5 separate regions of the Mus musculus genome follow, and all the other regions are linked to region 5. A link is a contact called in public HiChIP or PLAC-seq data. All regions are on one chromosome and are shown on one strand. The core of a region is the stretch at or near the end of the contact, and the rest is flanking DNA. Distances in the headings are between cores, read along the strand shown.

Region 1 (4,525 bases), core at 836-3,335, 270 kb before region 5:
TGAGGGTCTTATAGCCCATACCTATAGTGACACACCTACTTCAACAGGGCCACATCTCCTAATAGTGCCACTCCCTGGGTTGAGCATATACAAACCATCACAATAGCTGTACTCTTTCTTTAGTTGATTGATGTTCTTTTCTTTTCTTTTTTTTTTTTGTTATTTTCTAATTACAGAATTATATATAATCTTCAAACATTAAAATACTATGATCTCTACTATTAAAGGTAAACTGCTCTCATAAGTGTTCTCTGTAGATAAAGGCAGGATTCAAAATACTTAGCATCTAGTTAGGGTTTTATTAAGTACTTTTTTGTGTATGTTTGTACACTAAGGAGCTAAAGTATGTTGCCTTACAGAAGATTTTCACAATCTCACTAAAAGTAACAGGAGTCATTCTGAATGGTTCACAGGCAGATGATCCTTTAAATTGGTTTTTCTGGAAATCTGTTCAATTTGGGAGTACATGAAATTGAAATATCTCGAGGACAGCTTTGCTTCCCCTCTTTGTTGCTCACTGTCCTCTCATCAGAATCTGTCAGTTGATTGTAGAATGTGTTCTGTTTTGACCAATTCAACATGCTGTAGATTACCCTGTAGCTGCATTGTGACTCTCAGACTGGAACAGTAATGGTCCTCTTTAGCTTGCATGAGTGTATTTAATTGCAGTGATCTGTCTGAACAGATCCATGGTGACAGGAGGCAGATGTCCTGAGAGTCTTTAATTCTCAGGTTGAGTTGTCATGGTGGACAAACTCTCCATTATGCATAGAATCTGATTTGGAAACCTAAAGCACAAATCTTCAGTAGAACTTTCAGATTGCTCTTACAAGGGAAACCAATACTGTAGAACTAATTAATAAATATGAGTCCTAAGTTTATTTATTTAACTTTTCCTACTCATTAATGTGACAGATAAAGTGGGAAAAGACAGATATAATAGTACTATCATATATATATGATATATATGCATATATATACACACATATATATTTACATACATATATACATTTATACACACACACATACACATTTGCTATGGCAAGTCTTCTAAAGTCTGTGGAGGAATTTTGAAGAATATGAAAGGCTACTCAAATATTAGGCATACTTAAGTTCATTACATCTTCTTTGCAGCACTTACATAGATGTTGTGGCTAGTCAGGTATTGTATGCTGCCTCAGTCAAATGGCATTACCATAGTTTATGCTATGTGCTTCCACTGGCAGGTATACTTCTAGTGTACCTGACAAGATGAAGAGAAAGCTTTTAACACAAGCTGTTCTCACTCTGATCAGATATACCATTTGATCTAGTGTAAAAGGAAAAGTCTCTATGTCTTCAGCTTAATCAAATAATCAAGTGGCACCCTTCAATTCTTTATCAAACAATAAATCGAATGTAAATTTTCCCTAAATTGTTTCTTTCCTTAATAGTAGGCTTCTTGATAATTCTCTGCTACTTCTTTCTCACCTCCTTTCTGGTTTTCTCATTTCTAATGTTGGTATGTTCTCCTAAGGCGCCTGGCCTCTGCCATAGTTTAAAGCTCATCTGTGTTACAATATTCACCTTCAGGACCCACTGCTAAGTCCCTTCCACCATCCGAGGAATAAAGGATGCTTCAGATAAAGCACATTCCTAGAAACATCACAAAAATCAAAATAGCAAGGCTGATGACATTTTTTCTGATTACTCAGTTTTTTGCTGACTTGGATTTGATATCCTGTTTAATAAAAGCAACAATAGCAACAACAGTGAAAGGTGGAGGTGTTTGAAGAAAAAAAAATCGTCACAGTGCATAGGATTACCCCACCCTTCCTTCGCCATTCTGCTAATCAAATCGGTGATGCAATCGTCTGCTTTTCCCAGAAGGCCCCCCTCTCTCCATAGTGACAGAGAATACATTTGATGCTTCTTGCCGTGCCCTAGATCCCTGACCCCTCATCCCTTTAAACAGTCCCCGCTGCTAAAAAGAACCCCAATGACCCTGCGGCATTTAGCTTCAGCTGAGTCGCCCCCCCTCCCCCATGCCATTGAATTGCAAATCTGGGCATGCCTCAGTGAGAGCACTTCAATTCCTCATCTGCATCTTCACTCCCCTCCCCCTCAGGGACAGAAAAAACCCCAAGGAAATATAGCCAGCCACAGCTAGGCTGAGGCTCTGATCAGATTAACTCCTAGTTTAATAAGACATGTGGTGAGCCACCAGCTGCTCCATCCCATTGCACTTAGTGAAGGACCAACGGGTCTTGAAGGTCCTTATTTGCAAGAGTTGAGACAATGTGTGGGACTTAGGAACCTGTTTCTCCAGATTTCTCTGGCTCCCCAAGTCTGCGAGCTGAAGGACTCTTTGAAGGTTTCAGTGCATTAGGCTTAAAACCTAAGAAGAAACCTGAGAATTCTTATAGTGTAAAGCCCAGTCAACTCCGTTTTTTGAAGAAACTCCATTTTGTGTGAGACCAGAGGCTAAACTCCAATTCCAGGAAGAAAATCAGAGTTCTCCTGAGCAACCAACCTATGGCAACCCACACTCCTTAGCAACAGCTAGTCAGGCTGCAATAGCAGGGTCAAGGTGCATATAGATAACTTTAGACATCCTTCAGAGAATACATAATTTAGCCATTCTGCTTATCAGGTAGTTCTGTCCCCATGTTCAGGTGTACATAGTGCCCATACACACATACATGTAGGCAAGCACTCACACACATGAAATCAAATGAATGAATTTTTAAAACTATTATCTTGATTTATCTTTACACTTTTAATAACAGGAAAGGATGCCAGGAGTCTTAAGAGATAGAAGTCTGTTAGGACTAAGCGATTATAAAGGTTTTAAAATCCCTAACTTTGCCATGTCCTAGTGTTATGCTCAAGTTGTAGGTACCCCAAAGACTACCCAATGATGCCAGGGGAGGGCATCTGATCTGCAACGGGAGTTACAAAAGGTTGTGACCCACATACAGTTGCTAGGATCTGAACCTGGCTCTTTTGTAAGAAGAGTAAGTGCTCTTAATCCCTGAGGTATATCTCTAGCATCAAGACAAGCTAATTCTTTTTTTTTTTTTTTTTTTTTGGTTTTCGAGACAGGGTTTCTCTGTATAGCTCACTGTGGAACTCACTTTGTAGACCAGGCTGGCCTTGAACTCAGAAATCTACCTGCCTCTGCCTCCCGAGTGCAGGGATTAAAGTCCTGTGCCACCACACTAGGCCACAAGCTAATTCTTCTCTCTCTTTTTTTAAATTAGGTATTTTCCTCATTTACATTTCCAATGCTATCCCAAAAGTCCTCCACTCCCCTACCCACCCACTCCCACTTTTTGGCCCTGGCATTCCCCTGTACTGGGGCATATAAAGTTTGCAAGTCCAACGGGCCTCTCTTTCCACTGATGGCCGACTAGGCCATCTTTTGATACATATGCAGCTAGAGTCAAGAGCTCTGGGGTACTGGTTAGTTCATAATGTTGTTCCACCTATAGGTTTGCAGATCCCTTTAGCTCCTTGGGTATTTTCTCTAGCTCCTCCATTGGGGGCCCCGTGATCCATCCAATAGCTGACTGTGAGCATCCACTTACGTGTTTGCTAGGCCCCGGCGTAGTCTCACTAGAGACAGCTATATCAGGGTCCCATCAGCAAAATCTTGCTAGTGTATGCAATGGTGTCATCGTTTGGAGGCTGATTATGGGATGAATCCCTGGATATGGCAGTCTCTAGATGGTCCATCCTTTTGTCTCAGCTCCAAACTTTGTCTCTGTAACTCCTTCCATGCGTGTTTTGTTCCCAATTCTAAGAAGGGGCACAAGCTAATTCTTAAAGCTGCTCTGTTCTTAGACTTCCTTGGGATCCTCAGGACCTGGAAGACTAGATAGACAAGATACCACGAGAGCCAAAGTTACGATTAAAGTTTTAATTATTATGCCCACATGTGATTAAGCACATCCAGTATAGTTGGGTCAAACAAAGGTAATTTGTGGCCATTTTCTGGAGATCTAGAGATGTACCTTAACAGAGAGTCCATCCATCTGGTTAGTATTTAACTACATCTTGCTTCAGATTTGGCTTTAAATCATGGTGGTGGTGGTGGTGGTGGGTCTGATTCTGCACTGGTGGGATTAATTACACCTTGAGGAAAGCATGAAGAGAAGACCACAGTATTGCCTCTTCATAACTGTTTGAAGAGTGCTCACCAGACGAAGACACTCTGGTGAGTAAGGACAGTCAGTGACTGACAGCAGAGAACTCATCCACATGGGAAGATGATGGCTCATCCTAATCCACTGTGGTCACAACATAATTAAGATTCATCCACACGAAGTATTATGGGTTTTCAGAGTCCAGGCTCGGAGATCTATTTCAGGAAAAAGACTGCCATGCTCTATGTGCAGACTGAGAACAATGAATAGCTCTACTGTCTTTATATAGCTGAGCCTTTATTGCTAAACATCTTAGACTGCTTTGCTCTGCATCTTAACCAAGAATCTGAACTGGGATGATTCTTCCAACGTCAAGGTTGATGATTGAAGAGAAGTCC
Region 2 (4,263 bases), core at 1,489-3,988, 440 kb before region 5:
ATTAGCTCATTTCACTTAGCACCATTTCCTTTAGTTTTACCTATAGTGTTGTATTTATCAAAATCATTTGCAAGGTTGAATAAAAGACTGTTGTATGTACGTGCCATGATTTATTTATCCATTTGGATGGCTTCCATCTTCTAGCTATTGTGCACAACTGCTAAAATGAACACGGGTGCATACCACCTGCTGGAGTCCCTTCTTTCCAATTCTTTTGCATATATAAGCGGAAACGGGATGGAAGGATTATGTAACTCTGCGTTCAGTTTTTGGAGGAGCCCTGTGCTTCTATCCAGAGCATCTGTTCCACTTTACATTCCCATAAGCAACCTGTAAGTGTTCCAGAAAGGATTAAAAAAAAAAAACCCAAAAGTTAAAAGAAAAACAGTAGGACATGCTGAGTAGGAAAGATGAGCTACAAAATGCAGAGTGGAAGAAAGTGCCTCTTCCCTTTCAATTGACAGAAACAAGAGCTCCCAAGTAGTGGGCCTTGTTTTTGCTGACCTAAGATCTGGATGTATGAACGCTGGGTCTTGGGAATGAGGGGGCACCCATAGACTGGAATAGACCCTCTCAGTCATTCCAGGGTGCTTTCCAAAGTGATTATTTTTTATGTATATGAAAAGGGTTATGAAACAATGTTCTAAAACCACAGAGATAAAGTAGGCATTAAAAGCAGGAGATATAAAGAAATAAAATACTCATTCAACAAAAACTAGTATTTTTTTCTTCTTCTTAGTTTTTTGTTTGAATACCTGGAGCTCTGGCTGGCTTGGAGCTCACTATGTAGACAGGCTGCTTCTAGTTCACAGATACTTACCAGCCTCTGTCTTATGAGTGTTGGCAGGAAAGGCCTGCACCACCATGGCTGGTCTGAAAGTGTGTTGTAGACACCTGGGTGTTAGGTCATAGTACAAGGACATCTAGGATGTTCTGTAGAGCAAACAACAACTAAAAATATTGAAGTGTATTTTTAGAGGGGTTCGTGTGTGTGTGTGTGTGTGTAGTACTGAGGACCATATGCAGGGTCCCTGAGTGTGAGGCAAACTATTTACTGTTGAGCTGCTACTACTCAATCCAGGCTCTGGTTTTTTTGTTGGTGAGGGAGCAGTAAGTCAACAGAATACAACATGAAAGAGAATCTGCTGGGAGAAAGGCAAGCAACGCGGTATTTTATGTGTGTCCTAGGTACTAGCCTAGGGTTTTAGGATTTGAACACAAAATCCCCCTCTGAACTCATTTGATTGTTCCTACTATGGAGGTCTAAAGAAGTGTCTGTTTCTCCCTGTGTTGGGGATATACCTACTCTGGGTAACTTGGGCAAGTTGGCAGACAAATGAACCCTCTGGACTACAATGGAACTATTTGCTAAAAATGTATACTTGCATTCTATGGACCAAGTATCAGGATTTAAAATTATCATTTGAATTGCAATTATAAAAACAAAACCAAATGGTGAATACTCAGCATGCCATTCTGAGGACTTCTTCCTGTTCCAGAGCCTGGGTTTGCCTTCCCCTTTGTTTCTTATCCTCTCTGAACCCTAAGGCTATTTCTAATGAGAATGCTTATCACACAGCATTTTGGTGTCCACTCACTTACCCACCTCGGTCACTTGACTCTAACTATCCCAGAGGAAGATGCTGTAGCCAGAAATGGTTCTAAGATGAATAAGTGGTTGAGCACAAAGAGAGCTAGAAAGCAACGAAAAGCGTTTGCATAAAGAGCTGAGATAGAATAATTCTGAGACGTTGTTCTGGAAGAGTAGACGTTAAATCTTCATTGTTGGGGTTTCTGACAGCTATTGGCATGAGGGGCAGGGTTCTATTGGCTGTTGCACTGTAACATTTTCCAAAGTAACCTTTTAGATCCTTTTCCTAAGGTCTCTCTGCCTTCCCCTGGATAATCAATACATAGATGAATCTGAAGGCTGCAGCTGTCTGAGTTTATTGTGCTGTTGTTACGCTTCGTATTTAATGATTCTAGTCTTCTGAGTGCATCCAGGAAATGATTCTGTACTCTATCTGGATCCTGTTCTTATTAGCATGGCCATCTTTCTTTCTTTCTTTCTTTCTTTCTTTCTTTCTTTCTTTCTTTCTTTCTTTCTTTCTTTCCTTCCTTCCTTCCTTCCTTCCTTCCTTCCTTCCTTCCTTCCTTCTTTCTTTCTTTCTTTCTTTCTTTCTTTCTTTCTTTTGTAAGGTGATTGTGTATTTTATATACTTATACCTATCTATGGCGTTTGACTACTGAAGGGTGGAAAGATGGCCCCCTTTTGACTTTTCTGGCTTTAAGCAGAAGTAAGATTATCAAGCCAAGAAAGTATATCCTAGAGGAATTCAGGGGTACGTGAATAAATAGTGTACTTTGGTGATAAACATTTGGAAGTGAAGTACTGTAAAAGCATATACATTCTGGTGGAAGAAGATGGGAGGTTTCTTTTTGACTCACTGCGGCTGTATTTTAATCTAACTAAAATTCTGGCATGCACAGGAAATCCCCAAAGCAAAGTGCCAGATGTCTTTTCAGGATCCTAGAGACATGGGATTCAGTGGGATTCGTTGCTAAGAAGATGATTCCCCCCTTCCATTCTTCACACTGATCTGACACCCGAGCGACAGGGAATTGATGTAAGCAGAGCAGGGATCTAACAATGTCAACTGTGCTGACATCATCCTAGCTGTGCAGGGCTGATGAGAATTTAGAACATCAAACACCCTCCGAAGGGCAGCGACCAGGTGTGACTCATTTCCCTGGAGAAGCCAGGGAGGAAGAGAGAGGGCAGGATTACTTCACACTGACACACGCTGCCTTTCAAACAGAGCTATCTGACTAGCTTTTCTGAGAACAGGAAAACATTCTTCTGTCTGTCTCCTCACTTCCCACCGGAAGCACTTTATATTCCAGTCTACCCAGCTTGCTATGCAGTAGAGTACTTTGACATCGTAATGTATGAAAATACACGTTCTCAGGATCATGAGGTTTTCTATTACATAAATCCAGCTATGAGAACGATTCAAAGGGTTTTGCTAGTCTCTTTTTCTCTCCCAGTGACATCAGGTGAGCTGTGCAGACACCACTGAAATAAAGAGAAGCTGAACAAAAGAGCACAGAATAGAGCTGCTGACACTGCTCTGCTGTTGCTAAATGAGGATAGCATTGCAGGTCCCTAACCGATTCTGCTGCTTAGATGGAAGGGGGAGGAAGTGGGCACAGTCAATGCTCAACAATTACTTCTTAGATAAATAATATAAAGAGCCTGTACATTTATGCATGGGTGCCAATATGCAGGCTACTATCTACTTTATGTCATTGGTTATTTGTCAGTTGGTTTGAAGAGTGAATAGATACTGAATCCAACAATATCTTCTGGTGTTAAGGTACAGTTTCCAAAATCTCTTCTTCGCAGAGAACGTTTCATTAGAACATTTGAGATGGGACAATTGAGCCAGTAAAGACTGTACATCAAAGCAGTCAAAATGCCCTCCAGTCGGATTAGTGTGTAATAGCAATTCAGGAGGTATAGTGAGCTGAATTATGATTGTGTCTCTTCAAAATGATCCCAGTGTGTCTTGACATTTTGTGGAATATTAGCTTATCTATTTCTTGAGTCAGTCACAACACAAGCAAACCAGGGACAATGCTTGTTGTTACCCTGCACTTGATACTTAAAATGCCAGTTATTCTCCCTCTTACTGTGCATGTTTAGAAAATGGCATATGCGGGACAGATCGTGAAGCATACTGGAATCAATGGGCATTGGCTGTGATTGGTATAGGTCGAACAGCACCAAATGCTGCATTACAGATCTGTAGGATGTTACTTGCACAATACAGATGCTTGTGAGGAAATAAGATGGGTGGCTTTTTAAGAAATATATATATATATATAATGATATAATGAATTCCAGGTTATTATAAGGTACTAAATCAATTTGTAAGGGAGATAAATTAAGCTAGCATGTTCCTAGAAAGAATCCTAAGTTTAGGAAGCAGATGTTGAGATGGGTAGGAAAAGAATTACATTTCACTTCTTATGCTTTGAGACCTACTTGGTAAAGATTTTCTCCGTGTGTTATGTCTCTGATCACTATTTTGGATATGGTAAGGCTGAGATTCGTGCAATAGTTAACAGTGCTGTTTCCTGGTGGTCGTTGATAATGAAGATCTATTGCATGGCTATTTTTGAAGTGGCTCTTAGAATCTTCTAGAATACACGAGAAGGGCTTCTCCACGTGTTGGAAGAGGTGTGATCATAGTAATCTTG
Region 3 (4,559 bases), core at 810-3,309, 370 kb before region 5:
TTGATGCTACCATATAGGATAGTTCTTAAAATTTGATTGCCAGGATGTAACATTCAAAAACATTTATTTATTGGTTCTAACAGTTCGTTGTTTTAAATGGCTTCCTTGGGGTTTTCTATATGTGAGATAATTTCACTTGATTACATAGATTTACATCTTTCTTTTCAATCTAGAGGATTATTGTTTTTTTCTTGTTTAGTTTCCCTGGCTAAAACATCTAATTCAATGCTGACCAGAAAGCATAAGACAAGTGTGCAGCCTTATTCATGAAAGTATATAGGCTTGCCTTATTTGTGAAGGTATAGAAAGTCTTTCAGCATGATGTAGAGCTGAGCATATTTCATAGATGTCCTTTCTCAGAGTGAGCATTTTTTTCTTCTATGCCAGTTCTATAAACATCATAAAAGGATGTAGAATTTTTTCATATACATATTCTCTGTTTGTTGAGATGATCATATGTTTTAAACTTTTTATTCCATTAATATGTCCTGTTGTAGCTGCATATGCATCAAAAGATGGCCTAGTCGGCCATCACTGGAAAGAGAGGCCCATTGGACACGCAAACTTTATATGCCCCAGTACAGGGGAACGCCAGGGCCATAAAAGGGGAGTGGGTGGGTAGGGGAGAGGGGGTGGGTGGCTATGGGGGAATTTTGGTATAGCATTGCAAATGTAAATGAGCGAAATACCTAATAAAAAATGGAAAAAAAATCAAAAAAAAATATGTCCTGTTGAGTGATTTTCATGTTGGAACAACCTTTAAGTTTTGTGGTATATAATCATACTTTTATATTTTGTTGGGATCGGTTTACTAGTGTTCAAAAGAATGACATTTGCATCTGGGTTTATGAGATATTGGTCTGTACTTTTGACATTCTTATTTGTTTTTAGTTCTGGAATAATATTGTTTCATAGACTTCAAATATTTTATCAGGAGAATGATGCTAAAGACTGACTTGGTCAACAGCAAGGGTGCTTTTTGTTTGTTTGTTTTTTGTTTGTTTGTTTGTTTTTGTTTTGTTTCTGCATTTCATACCAAAGAGTGATGCACAAATTAGAAGGGGACGAAACATGCAACCTGGAAAATGGGTATGTAGGTAATGGAAGGGACCAAGTTGGAAAAGATGAGGGTCAGAAGTGAGGTGTAGGAACAAACATTGAAGAAACATGTTAAATACAGCATGTTTTAAGATATTTGTGTTAAGTACTATTTGTATCTCCTATAACTTATCTCTTAATGGCATTTGCAGCATAGCTAGCTACAAAAGCCTTTGGCTTCTTTCAGTTTCATATTTGCTGGCACTGCTGCTTGCTCTACATCCTTAGCATCAGCCAAACTATTCTCTTTGCTGGTTTTACAGGTGAGACTAAATTTTAGAGAAGGGACTCTGTTTAAAAACCCAGGTGAAAAACAGAAGAAACAAGGAAAGAAAGACTACAAATGCATACATAATACTGCCTCACGATATTCCAGATAAGCACAGGATATGTTTCTGAACCCTAGTTAGTCATTGGGTAAGAAAACTTGGCTTGAATCTGTGTCCTATAACGGCCAAAACAGAAACTACTATTTTTCCTTCTCTCTGTGCCTCTGTACTATGTTCCATGTTCATATCAAAACAGACTATCTGTAAAAATCAACAAGTCTTACAAGTACTTTATAAGTCATCTGTGGTAGAAATGATTTCATGTTTATTAGGAGTTCCTCCTTAGGAAATTAAATAGCATAGAAGAACAAAGTTACTTTTCACTTCCTCAGACTATGAAGGCATGGAGGAAGTCTGCATTCTCCATGTTCAGCCTCAAACATTTAGCATCTTGGGTGAGACATTGGCTCTTCCTTTTTCTCCCGAAGAGCACAAATGAGGATTTAGTCTTCTCTAGTTTCCCCACTTTTCAACCATAGATTCAAGTGGGAATGAGGAGTTATAGGATACTCTGCAGGGCAAACAGGTCCATACACATAAAGCCTTTCAAGCCATGCTATACACAGTATCTGCTGTATTAATGTTTGCTGTGGTTATATTATCCCTTCCCAGTTACACATAACCTTCACAGCTCGCTATTGTTTGCGTCCATCTGGAGTTACTCATTTCCTGCCTGACTTCAGTCACATCTGCTGCAGGCCTTTAACATTTGTGAATTTGACATTTGTGAGCTCAAGCATTCTAAATCCACCCAAATAGTCATGACTCACTGAGATTTGAAATTTTCTTCAAGCAAAATTTGTCTCAACTTAATCTGGAAGGACCGAGCCTGCAGAACTTAGTCAGTGAGTGGATGTTTTGCCACATCCACTTTTCCTGTGCCGTTGTTGAATCTTGTTCTATGCGGTGGTGATCTGAAGGCAACCCAGACAGGGAAGACTATTGCAGTATACGTTTGGCTGTTGATTCATACCCTCGCTGCACTTCAGAATGTATGATGTGCCTTTGTATTGTGACCGAATGTCATTTCAGCTTTCACAACAACCACTCCAAAAGACAGGCCACTGCACACACACAATTCTGAATACAATTGTGAATAATTTAGATGAGAAGAAAACTGGGGAGTGTAGTTAGAATCTGATTGTCTGGGGAGGTGGGGAAATCTCGTAAAAATAATGCAAAGGCTTGGACTGAAGGAGGAACAACAGGATGTATGAGTAAGCTTTGCTGATGTAAAGGGAAGTGTGACGCTCAGAGATATGGAGTAAAGAGAAGACAAATAAATGTTCCTGGCTCAGATCTTGAGAACAGCTTTAGAGTCACTGGAGCTGTCCAGCAATGGCAAAGTTTAAGTGTGGGGGACACTGAAAATATTTAAGCAATGGCTAGAGAGTTCTTGGCCAAGAATTCATGGCCACCTGGCCTTGCTCCTGGAGCACCATCTACTTGTACAGACGAAGAACATTAGCTCTACACAAAGACTCCAAATCTCTCTCTGTCAGAGAGGAAGTGCTGTACCTAGGATTAGCTCTTCCTGTTTCCTGTATCTTTCTATGTCATTTCCGATTTTCTAAGGGGCTTTGGATGGAGGTTTCATTTGATTGGCATTTACTCTTGGCTTTATCCCAGGATATGACTTTCAGCAGTCTCCTGGAAATGGTTGACCTACCTAGTCTTTGGTTCGGTTCCTAACATCTCTGTAGTTTGGAACTGTTCACCAAGGAGAAAAAGAAAGGTACACACCATTGTAAATGTAATGACCAAATGAAGGAATATGATTTCTGTCATTTTTAGGGACCTATTCTTTTATCTTTTAAGTGAGGGACCAAATGTGAAAAGATATTGGGCTGGATTGTCTTTATGGGCAGGCTTATATCATTGTAAGATGTGTATTTGTACGTATTTGGAAAACCAGACTTTTGATAAGGGTTAGAAAGATAATATGATCACAGAAAGTACAAAGAGATGAAGGGAAACGTTGTCTCCCACCACAGACTATAAATAGAGTTCCTGGAAGCATTCTTCCCTGCCTCTACCTCTCCTGTGGCAAGACGATCAAATGTGACCATGACCTTACAGCTGCCCTTGTGAGTCTTGCTACTGCTGCTGTTGCCTTCTTCTTTGCCTTGGCAAGCTAAACTGGAAGAAGAAAGAACAGAGTTCTCAGATAGATATGACCACAGATATCACCTGTCAAGTGTCCAGTCACCCTAGTAGAAATTGTTGCTTGACCACAGCAGTATAATTATGGCATCTTTATCCTTGGTAGCTAGAAGCATCTTTAAAGAATTGGCTAAATATTTCCCTTACTTACTGGCTTCTTTGCCATGAAGTCAACAATTTTAAATTGTTTTTTTAAAAATTAGGCTAATCTCAATAGGTTATTTTGTTGTTATTTGTTGTTGTTGTTGTTAAGCATGCTTCCAAGGACTAGCAAGATATAGTTGAGGTCTCATGAGAGAAGAGGTTGCAGAATCGATGGATGGGAGAGATTTTGTTGTTGTACTAAAACAAGGAATGAGATTCTTGCATATGGAGTTCCACTAGACGTGCTGAATGGGCAGTCTTAAGACACTGAGAGACAACCAGAACTTCTGGTCCACAAAGCTTGTATTCTAACTGTCTTCACTGGGAATCTTTGTCTCTCCTCCTGCCTCTGTTTTGAGAATCTATCAACATCTACTTCTTGTTTTTCTTTCTCCTCCCGCTCTATGTAGTCACCACATGCATGCTCTTACTTTCTTTCTTTTATCTTTTGCCATTGAGTTGCATGCCTTACCCTCTGTCTCAGTCTTCTCAGAGCGTTCGCTGTCCTTCCTAGCTGTTTATTCACAGTGCTGGGATTCTTTCCCATACACCTGTGCCCACACACTTCCTGCTTAACTTGGCATCCACTGCATCATTATTGGTCCTCCTTTGCTGGTGGTGACTCAGTGTGGCTTGTTCTGAAATGCTGTGTTGGTGTCTGCTTGGACCTGTGTCATCTGAAACTGACATGTAAATAAAGCATCATCAAAAGTTGTCCCTGTGGAGAAGGAAATGCACAAAATAGTCTGGAGGAAGAGACTCATGTCACCTGATGCTAAACTCAGGCCTGATGACACTTGGCTCAATGACTCAGTGTTTATAATA
Region 4 (4,695 bases), core at 1,543-4,042, 410 kb before region 5:
CAAAGGATATTTTATGTCTGACTAAGTAGGCAGCAAAAGCAGAAGATTGAATTGAGCGCAACAATGATGCATCACAGCTGGTGAATATATTGCTGTCACCAGTGTTCTGAATCTGGTCTGTATACTAGTTCACTACGCATCAAAAAACAATTTCACAGAGGAACAAAAGTGCCATACAATGCGATGAAGTCACTTACTCATAGTCAACATTATTTGAGAACTGAAAGCTCAAGCTTTGATGACATAATTACCAACTGGCAAACAACCATGGTAAATGTCCATCTGAGGACAACTGGCCTGAAGACTTTACCACTGTATACCTAATAGAGTAACTCTTCACTTTGTTTACCCACACTGGGTCACAGGTCCTCAAGTGTCTTTTCCAAAGCAGCACTGGCTTGACTTCATCCAGAACGTGGAGAAAAATTATTTAAGAGCTAACTTAATCAGACTACTGGAGAGATGCTTCAGCTTTGGAGTGTTTATTGCCATTGTGGAGGACACAAGTTAAGTTCCTAGAACCATGTTGGGTGGTTCACAACCACCTGAAACTCTAGCTCCAAGGCATCTGACACCTTTTACTGACTGTTGCAGATACCCACATGCACACACACACAGACACACAGACACACACACACACACACCACACCCCATAAATAAATGAATAATAAAATAGAAATAAGTAAAATACATTTTAAAAGTTAACAAATAAGTAGTCCACGCTATTTTGTGTATACATCGAGTATTTCCAATGTGGTTGTGTGTAGAGAAAATTTAGTAGCTATGTTCTTATGTATCTAAGACCAGGCAGCACTGTTGGAGCCTTTGACCCCTGTGGGTTCCTTGTAAGATGCAACTTTTTTTTTTCCCCCAGAACAACTGTCTTTGTGAGCTGGGAAGTCTTGACTCTTAGCCTCCACCCTCCTGCCCTTGAGGTTACTGCTCAACAATAGGTTTGAAAGCCTTTCCCCGGGGCTTTCTTTCACATTGACCTCAGGAGCACCTACTTTGTCTCTCTCTCTCTTCTCCATCCATTACTATTCTATAGAAATCCTGCCTTGCAATAATCCAGCAGCCTAGGATTGGTTGTGAAAAAGGTCCTGTCACCTCTGTTCTCATGTGACAGGTAAACTGAGGAAACTCAGTTTGTTTTCTGAGTTTCTGAGTTTGTTGGTCTCCCAGGTGTGAGCTCTGAAGCAAGTATTTCAAACACAGATAGGTAATTCTATTGAGGGGGTAAAATTTTTTTTCTTTTTTTTTTATTACGTATTTTCTTCAATTACATTTCCAATGCTATTCCAAAAGTCCCCCCCCCCCACTCCCCTACCCACCCATTCCCATTTTTTGACCCTGGCATTCCCCTGTACTGGGGCATATAACGTTTGCCTGACCAATGGGCCTCTCTTTCCAGTGATGGCCGACTAGGTCATCTTTTGATACATATGCAGCTAGAGTCAAGAGCTCTGGGGTACTGGTTAGTTCATAATGTTGTTCCTCCGACAGGGTTGCAGATCTCTTTAGCTCCTTGGATACTTTCTCTAGCTCCTCCATTGGGGGCCCTGTGATCCATCCAATAGTTGACTGTGAGCATCCACTTCTGTGTTTGCTAGGCCCCAGGGTAGTCTCACAAGGGACAGCTATATCACCGTCCTTGCAACAAAGGCTTGCTAGTGTATGCAATGGTGTCATCGTTTGGAGGCTAATTATGGGATGGATCCCTGGATATGGCAGTCTCTAGATGGACCATCCTTTTGTCTCAGCTCCAAACTTTGTCTCTGTAAGAGAATTCTTGTTCTAACTAAGCAAGGTTCTGAGAAAAGAAAAGAAAAAAAAGATATTAATCTGAGCATTGATCTCATTTGGCTTTTGTTTTAGGAAAATCTGTTTCACATCACTCTTGTACCTTTCTATTGGTAAAGTACAGGAGAAATTATCTTCAAGGCTACCAGGTAACCTCTTTTGGCCCTGGGATAGAAACCTCAAGAATATGACATGACATAGATTGGAGGCAGGAACATTGGCAGTGAAATGCATCCTGGGACAATTAGGGAAGGAAGGGTCATGAAAAAGCAAAGAGAACTCAACCAACAGGTCTCAAGAAAGAGCAAGCTAGTGTTGATTTTTCTGCCAGTGTGCAGTCACTCACTGAGGTCACACCTGAGGTGAAGTCCAGTATCACCAACTATTTTAGCATTCTGTATCTGAAACTGTGCAGTAGGAAGAGCCCCAAGTTGAAACATGACCTCTTCTCGAACAGCACCACACCCTCCATTTCGGTGCCTCTACAGGAATAAGCACGATCATTTCTTCTGCTTGACAAGTGTGATCCACAAATCTCTAAAGAATTCTACTGTGCTAAATATTCACGAGGGTGTCTGACGGGGTAAGGCTAGGGAGATTACGCAGATACAGAAGAGAGCCAGGCAAGACATATAAAATGTGTTCTTGTTCACGTTGACAAAACAGGAAGGAAGTTCACTCATATATATGAAAGATTTTACTGGGACTTATGGGTAAAATAAATTTAACATCCTGATTATTAACATTTTTGGCACTAATTCCAACAAACAATAAGATTACAGAGACAGTGTTGTGTGGCTCATAACAACATGATTCCCTTCCTATTTAACTTCATTTTACTTAAAACATTTTTTTTTTTTTGCGTAAGGTATTTGGAGAAAGTATTTCTGTTTCCTAGTGAGAGAGAGGCCCCACCCCTTTCTTCATGGTGTGATGATTTCAGTCCAAACGCATCCAGTTTCTGGAAATGGCAAGTGAGACACTTGTTGCCATGGTGATTGTTAATAGTTCTGACTCAGATATAGTGTTGCCATAGCAACTGCATTGAAGCCCTTGGGAGGTGGTGCAGTCTCTCTCTCTCTCTCTCTCTCTCTCACTCTCTCACTCTCTCTCTCTCTCCATTTTTTTTTATCAGCAGAAAGAGGCTAAGAAGAACCATTTTAGTAGCTTCTCTCTGCTCTGCAGTGACGAAGCTTTCAAGGCTATTTCATCCATATGAAAGATTGTCCTGTTTCTGTGCTGATGGGGCAGACTCGCGTTGCTCTGCACTCTGCAGGAAGAATAAAGTCCCATGTATCACAGTAGCAAGCATATTACCTGCCTTTTAATGCGTTTTCATTTTGACCGTAATGGTTTCTAGTAACACAGGTCATCTCAAGTGACTAGATTAAGAATCTTCAGTGTCACTGGCAAGACAAGAAGAGCAAAGGTCAAAGCCTGAATAGGCAAACTTCATTGAGTTGCAGGCTGCCTCTGTCCCCTCTGCCTCTTCCCTGTGAAGATGGGAGGCATGGGGACAGACCTCTTTAGATCAACTAGGCTTCATTCTCTAGATTGTATACTTGTAAACCAGCATACACATACTTGGCTTTTAAAATGCGATCAGCACGCTGAAGGCCTTCAATATAAATATCACAAGCAAATGAGTAGACAGTCAGACAGCAGACATTAGTGTTTATTCATTCATTTCCCCGGAGACCACTCATCTAATTTTGCATCTCTGCAAGGCTTTTACTACATTCTGTTGTGCTCAGAGCTGCAAGCGGTCAGCAGGTCCGAGTTCTTGCTACTCTGAACCATGGGGCAGCTCTCTCACATCAGAGCCTATTCCAGTTTTCCGGTGTGGACTTCTGACATGGGGAGCAGCTGGAATGGGATTTAAGTGGCACTCCTCTGTGCAGCCTTGTCTCTGATCAGCAGATAGACAGAGCATCTCTAGACTGTCCTTGTGCTAAACAGGGACCGAATGCTCTGTAAGCCATGGGCCGAATGCTTCAAGGGGCTTCTCTGGTAGTCTGTCCTCAACTATCATGTTTATGGCCCCTCCCTTGTGCTCTCAGACTAAGATATTTTCTCCCCCGCTCCTTTTTTTTTTTTTTTTTTTTTTTTTAAGTAAAGCCCTCCTTGAGCATGACAATAATGTCCTTTTCTTTGTACATCTCACTGGGTTTAGCAGCCTGGCTCCATTTTACAGAAACCTAGTGAGACCATATTACATAAAGGAAAAGCAAATTAGGTGTGTGTTGACCTTGACTTCTATGTACCTTTTGATGGGGTTCTCTCTTCCTGCCACTAGAGGTAATACCTAGTTACCTAGTTACCTAGTTACAATGGGGGAAATATGGATGCTAGTGGGGAAGGCTGGCATTAATGGGAGCATCACCTAGATGCTGGAGAGGATGGTCCCTGAGCAATGACAAGCTTGGAATTCTATTGAAGATGCTTCTTAGGTCTGTGTAAGGGACCAGATGAGGTTTGGTAAATATTTGTGGAATGAGCGATTTTTTATTTCCTGGAATCCATAAGTGTTGTACACGGATTGATGACTGCAGAGAGTGGGCTCCATTTTCCTGCTTCTCAGTGTTTCCTGCACAGCTGGAAACTGTTCCAAAATGCTAGCTATATGCTAATGCACAATCTACCTCTCGTTAGTTTGGTATCGAAGAAAGATTCCTCCCTTAAATAAGAATCTTTTTGCAACCAGCTTACCAGGGTGGGCTCCCATGTTATGATGTGGTACTTTAAATGTTTGAAAATATCTGAAACCCTTCATTTCCCATCTTAATATTTCATAGCTCCTTCCTTGTTAACTGGTTGCTAATTTTTCATAGATTTGATTCAGGGCTGTTGTTCCTTCTTTTTTTCATCTTTTCCTTAATTGAATTATTTTGAATG
Region 5 (4,592 bases), core at 55-2,554:
AGGGTAGCTAAATGGCGTTTCAAGGGAACCTTCTTGCTGCCTGGTTAAATGGTAGAAGGAACTGTTGGGTGAGGAGACTGGATAGAGAGAAGAGTCAAATTAATAGGCACCTGAGAAAGAGCCACATTGAATTGTAAGTGCAGACGAGGAGAGTTGCTTAGGCATAAGGATACAGTTGTCATATGGTCATCTTCAGGCTTAAGAAAGAAACGTTAGGTAAAGGGCTTTTCAGCTACCAGCACTTACTACTGAGTGCTGTCTGATCCAGAACAGCCAGGGTACTGGGCAGTTCCCTGTGAGGAAGAGAGAAGAATCTAGATCACTTAGTGGGCTCAGTCACTACATCCATAAGTGTCCAAAGAGTGTTCCCTAAGGCCCACAGACCATCCTGGCATCGAACCCCTCCCTTTTTCTCCCATCATGCAATGTATCAGTCTTCAGGCTTTCCTTCCTGTAATTACCTTCGAAGTTGTGCCTTTGAATGTTATCTGGGTTAGGTGACTGCTCTCAGTCAGTTATTACCAAATTCTTCACTCCTATCACAGTTTATGTGTTTCGTATGTTTTGATCTTTTTTTTTTCTTTTCAATAACTCGGCCTAATAACAAAGACACTTTTCTAGAGGTACAGAAGTAACAGGCAGCACTGAGCTTAGAAAAACTGTGGACATTCTATGGACACTCAGATGAGAAATTAATTAAACACACTGCCTGATGGTTTGGATTCAGGGGCACCCTGAAGCTCACCCTCTTACCCTTGATATACAAAATCTGTATAAAATAAGGAACTGACAAGACCCCAGACTTTGGGGAGCAGAGGAGGGGGCTGAAACTAACTTGCTTTTTCCCTAAGCAACGCTGATTTTGACTGGCCTCTCTGCAGTTTCCGCTCTTTCTTGCACACACTGATTTTTGGCTTCCTTTCTGTGCTTTAGTTGATCTGCCCTACTCCCTACATTTTGACATCTGTTTCCTTTGGTCATCCCTACTTTGCACTTCATTCTCTGTCTTCCGCGATGGAACTGGCTCCTTCCGGGTGATCTCATCGCTTTGTTTCTCAGCCTCAGCATGCTCCTCTCTCTCTCTCTCTCTCTCTCTCTCTCTCTCTCTCTCTCTCTCTCTCTCTCTCTCTGTCTGTCTCTGTCTTGCTGTCTTTCAGAGCCCCCACCTCTCAGCTTGCCGGGGTGGGGAGTGGTGGTGGGGCTGAGGGCGTGGCTTGAGACCCCAGATCCTAAGGATGCCAGGGCGGAGCACAGACTGATCATTCGGATGCCCCACCCGCACAGCCCTAGTGTTCGCCCAGAGGTCTGCAACTAGTGGAGCCCCTCCTCCAATTCAGCAAGCATCTAGTCTTAATGCTCTCTCAGAGCGCTAGGGAATTCTTGTTTGGGAGGTAATTGCTTCTTGCATAGGCTTGTTTTGAAGAACAAAAGCTCGAGCCTCTGTCCCAGACCTCTCAGAAGAACAGTGAGGGCCAATGGGCTGGGCTCCTTTCTTAGTCTTCTTAAATCAACCAGCTTGCTCCTGCTGCTTATGCAGAGACCTGGGTGGGTTACACAGCAGGTGACAAAGAATGGGAAAAGCTAACTGGGTCAATTGGAAGTCTGTCTCCATTTTTTTTTCCCTGACTTGGAGGCTGCTAAGGGCACATTAGCATCCCTTAGGCTATGTTCACTGTTTCCTTCAGCGGGACAAGGGGAGACCATAGCAAAGGGCTGGATGGTTTCTTTACCTCAGCAGAATCAGACATTTGCAAACTAAGTAAGAATCATGGAAGATGTTACAAAAGAGAAAGCCAGCTAAGGCAAAACCAGGGACTCCATTTGAAAACAATGACCCTTCGGAATTATTAGTATTCATTTACATTTATTTAGGTTTCTTGAGTAACTGCACACAGTCCTCTCTCTCTCTCTCTCTCTCTCTCTCTCTCTCTCTCTCTCTCTCTCTCTCTCTCCAAACTTGGGAGGACAGTAAATGAAGCAGGTGGAAAGAAGTGAAATTACCATCCATGTGGCGAAATTTAGATACTGTGAGATTTCCTCTTGGCTTGGAAACACCTGGCACCAGGGTTGTTCATTCATCCAGTAACATGAATGAATCTCGGAGACTGGCAGTGGGATAGGGTGGTGTCGGGGGCTGTACGTGACATCACACTCACAAATGGAAGAATAGCGAGAAGCCTCCAGCTAGCTTCCATGGGTCCCTGCCTAGGAGGTGGCAGCTGTGCAAGGACCCAGGATCACACAGAAACTACTATGTGGAAAGATGACACTGGGCAGGCCAGCACACGTGCATGCGCGCACATACACACACACACACAATGTATATATATATATATATATATATATATATATATATACATACATACATATACACACACATATATAATGTGTATATGTGTATATATTTGCATATCTTCGTTATTTTTAGCCATCTGACTTTCTTCCTCCAACCAGCTTGTGATCATATTATTCACATATACTCACAGTGTGACTTTTTAAATGGTAACTTAGGTATTCCTTTAGAATCCTTTCCTCCCTTATCACAGAGGCTTTGGGGAAGCTGTGACTTTCTGCTGACTAATGAATGGTGTAGTGCCAGCCTTTAGGAAGAGCTGGTATCAGCATGTTATCGACTGGCGTTTACAGGATGTTAGTATCTATTTGACAATGAAATGATTCATTTGTCAATTCATAGGTACTATATATAGTAAAGGCACCCTCCACTGTAAGGAACCAAGCGTAGGACCATAGCTGCCAGCGGGATTTCCCTTTTCAGCTCGGTGATCTACTGGAAGTGGCTATTTATGATAATGCATATAAACAATTAAGCATATGTAATTATGATAAAATCAGTGACAGTAGAGGCCAAAGTCCAGGGAGGAGACCCCATCCATACTAGATTCTGCAATTAGATTACAAATCTCAGATGCTTCATTTTCTAGGGAAACAGAAAATCAGAAAAAATGCACATAATCATCTGCTGGTAGAGCTTTGATGCTTGGGGTGTTTGATTCATCAGATAGGTAGACTGAATCCACTGAAGTATAAGGACTTTCACAGGTCTCAGGCAGGTTGGGAGGGTCAAATAGGGAGCCCTGGACACCTGACAACTCTTCTCTTCTTCCTCCTCTTCTTCTTCCCCCTCCTCCTTTCCCTCCTCCTCCCCCTCCTCCTTACTCTCCTCTCCCTCCTCTTCTACCTTCTTCTTCCTCCTCCCCTTCCTCCCCCTCCTCCTCTTTCTTCTTCTCCTCTTCCCTTCCTCCCCTCCTATATTCCTCATTTCTCTAAATCCAATAAACAGTCAATCCTTGAAAACAGCTTTCCATGTAGAGTGCTATTCAGAAGGAACTGTGGATTTCGCAGAACAGGCGGTGTGGGTGATATGGCCAGCACTGTTCACATTAATGTTCCTAGTTTTGTTAAGATATAGATGCAGTAAACCTGGGCCAGGCAAGTCTGCACTGAGAGTGGCCATTGCCAGCTGTTCCCAGTAGTGCAGAGGAGGCTGGTCTTTCTGGCCCTGTAGCCTGCCTGCCTTTCCTCTTTGCTTTTTCTTTGCACAGATGCAGCAGCCCTGGGAGATTTAAGGACCCTTTTATGGTCCTGTTGCCAGGTCACAGCTCGATTTGCTAGTATGGATGCCATTCACTGCCTGTCCTCAGCCAGGCTGGAGATTGTTAGAAGTCATCTCTAGAGGCTGGTGTCTTGAGCTAAAGGGTGTGATCTTTTATCTAGTGACTTAGCACCATTTAACTTGGTTCCACAAACCTTTCACACATAAACAATTTGCTCAGCTCTGGTGGCAAAAGGCAAGTCTTTTTCTATGGCACGTGGGTCCTCCAGCTGTCGCTCATTTCTTCCCTCCAGGGAGTGCAGCTGCTGTAGTGCTAGCTGGCAGGCCTGGCCCTTCAGCTGGGGCTCTGCCAGTGTTTCTGTGTGTCTCCCCACCATTCACTCTTCTTTCTCTGTAATTCCTCGCTTTGCGCTGTTTTATTTACTCCATGTCCAGGGGCCGTTGTACACGATGTAAGGAATAACTGGGCAAAGGCTCTCCTAAGGCAGGCAGACTTCAGTGTTGCCCATTTCTCAGTTCTCTGAAGCTTGCTTACCTCCAAAGGGCCTTTGCCATAGCCCTGTACCTTGTCCCGGGGGCTCACTTTCAGTGCCTCTTATTATAACATACTCTCAGGATATAAGTCCCAAATCATAATCTGAGTGTGAAAGTCAGAAGGGCTGAACCCCAGAGTCAGGCATCTGAGGCAGCCAAGGCCCAGCTCTTCCACTCATTAAATATAGAACCCCCCTAAGCATTAATTTTCTCATTTGTAAAATAGCATTACTTAACTCATATATTATAATTATAGTGACGTCTACTTCCTACATGTAAGAATTTCCATGTAATACCTTAACTCAGGGCCTGACAAAGTGATCAATGAATGCAAACTTTTGTTATCCACATCATTATTATGACAGTTTTTCTTCCCTTCAAGAATTTATAGGATAGTAGAGTATAGGGGAGGAAAGTATGTGAATAGCTTTAACACAAAACAAATACAGCTAGAGATGCTATGGGAATTTGAGATAAAATTAAT

What was found. HiChIP or PLAC-seq counts read pairs in DNA pulled down with a chosen protein or histone mark.
Region 1: an H3K27ac HiChIP or PLAC-seq map of embryonic stem cells shows a contact between it and region 5, with 2.5 times the contacts expected there. The contact joins two enhancer-like sites. A contact is called at or near these places in 2 of 484 Hi-C or Micro-C datasets (the N1E-115 cell line and nephron progenitors) and 12 of 115 datasets of contacts at active chromatin or transcription factors (differentiating embryonic stem cells, embryonic basal ganglia, embryonic hindbrain and 5 more).
Region 2: an H3K27ac HiChIP or PLAC-seq map of oligodendrocyte precursor cells shows a contact between it and region 5, with 4 times the contacts expected there. The contact joins two enhancer-like sites. A contact is called at or near these places in 1 of 15 datasets of contacts at CTCF or cohesin (the NIH/3T3 cell line), 1 of 484 Hi-C or Micro-C datasets (embryonic fibroblasts) and 10 of 115 datasets of contacts at active chromatin or transcription factors (embryonic basal ganglia, embryonic forebrain, embryonic hindbrain and 5 more).
Region 3: a contact with region 5 is called in an H3K27ac HiChIP or PLAC-seq map of heart atrium, with 5 read pairs. The contact joins two enhancer-like sites. A contact is called at or near these places in 3 of 115 datasets of contacts at active chromatin or transcription factors (cardiomyocytes, heart atrium and stem cell-derived neural progenitor cells).
Region 4: a contact with region 5 is called in an H3K4me3 HiChIP or PLAC-seq map of forebrain, with 7 times the contacts expected there. The contact joins two enhancer-like sites. A contact is called at or near these places in 1 of 484 Hi-C or Micro-C datasets (nephron progenitors) and 5 of 115 datasets of contacts at active chromatin or transcription factors (differentiating embryonic stem cells, embryonic basal ganglia, embryonic forebrain and 2 more).

Annotation. Positions count from the first base shown.
Region 1 is chr16:42,573,226-42,577,750 of GRCm38.p6, reverse strand. No RefSeq gene overlaps it. Among named protein-coding and RNA genes, the nearest start is that of Gm29960, 77 kb to the left of the region's middle. Within about 2 kb of position 2,085, at least 57 of the 459 cell types and tissues checked have an H3K27ac peak or open chromatin away from gene starts, as enhancers often do. A contact at or near this core is called in differentiating embryonic stem cells, embryonic basal ganglia, embryonic stem cells and 2 more, where this site is marked.
Region 2 is chr16:42,744,871-42,749,133 of GRCm38.p6, reverse strand. The region is part of intron 1 of 4932412D23Rik (RIKEN cDNA 4932412D23 gene); the gene reads left to right. Among named protein-coding and RNA genes, the nearest start is that of Gm29960, 94 kb to the right of the region's middle. Within about 2 kb of position 2,738, at least 69 of the 459 cell types and tissues checked have an H3K27ac peak or open chromatin away from gene starts, as enhancers often do. A contact at or near this core is called in oligodendrocyte precursor cells, where this site is marked.
Region 3 is chr16:42,674,996-42,679,554 of GRCm38.p6, reverse strand. No RefSeq gene overlaps it. Among named protein-coding and RNA genes, the nearest start is that of Gm29960, 25 kb to the right of the region's middle. Within about 2 kb of position 2,059, at least 48 of the 459 cell types and tissues checked have an H3K27ac peak or open chromatin away from gene starts, as enhancers often do. A contact at or near this core is called in heart atrium, where this site is marked.
Region 4 is chr16:42,716,323-42,721,017 of GRCm38.p6, reverse strand. No RefSeq gene overlaps it. Among named protein-coding and RNA genes, the nearest start is that of Gm29960, 66 kb to the right of the region's middle. Within about 2 kb of position 2,792, at least 65 of the 459 cell types and tissues checked have an H3K27ac peak or open chromatin away from gene starts, as enhancers often do. A contact at or near this core is called in embryonic basal ganglia and forebrain, where this site is marked.
Region 5 is chr16:42,302,908-42,307,499 of GRCm38.p6, reverse strand. All of the region lies in intron 1 of Gap43 (growth associated protein 43), which reads left to right. It overlaps Mir6540 (microRNA 6540), which reads left to right and starts at 4,031; the gene lies at 4,031-4,138. Within about 2 kb of position 1,304, at least 132 of the 459 cell types and tissues checked have an H3K27ac peak or open chromatin away from gene starts, as enhancers often do. A contact at or near this core is called in differentiating embryonic stem cells, embryonic basal ganglia, embryonic stem cells and 5 more, where this site is marked.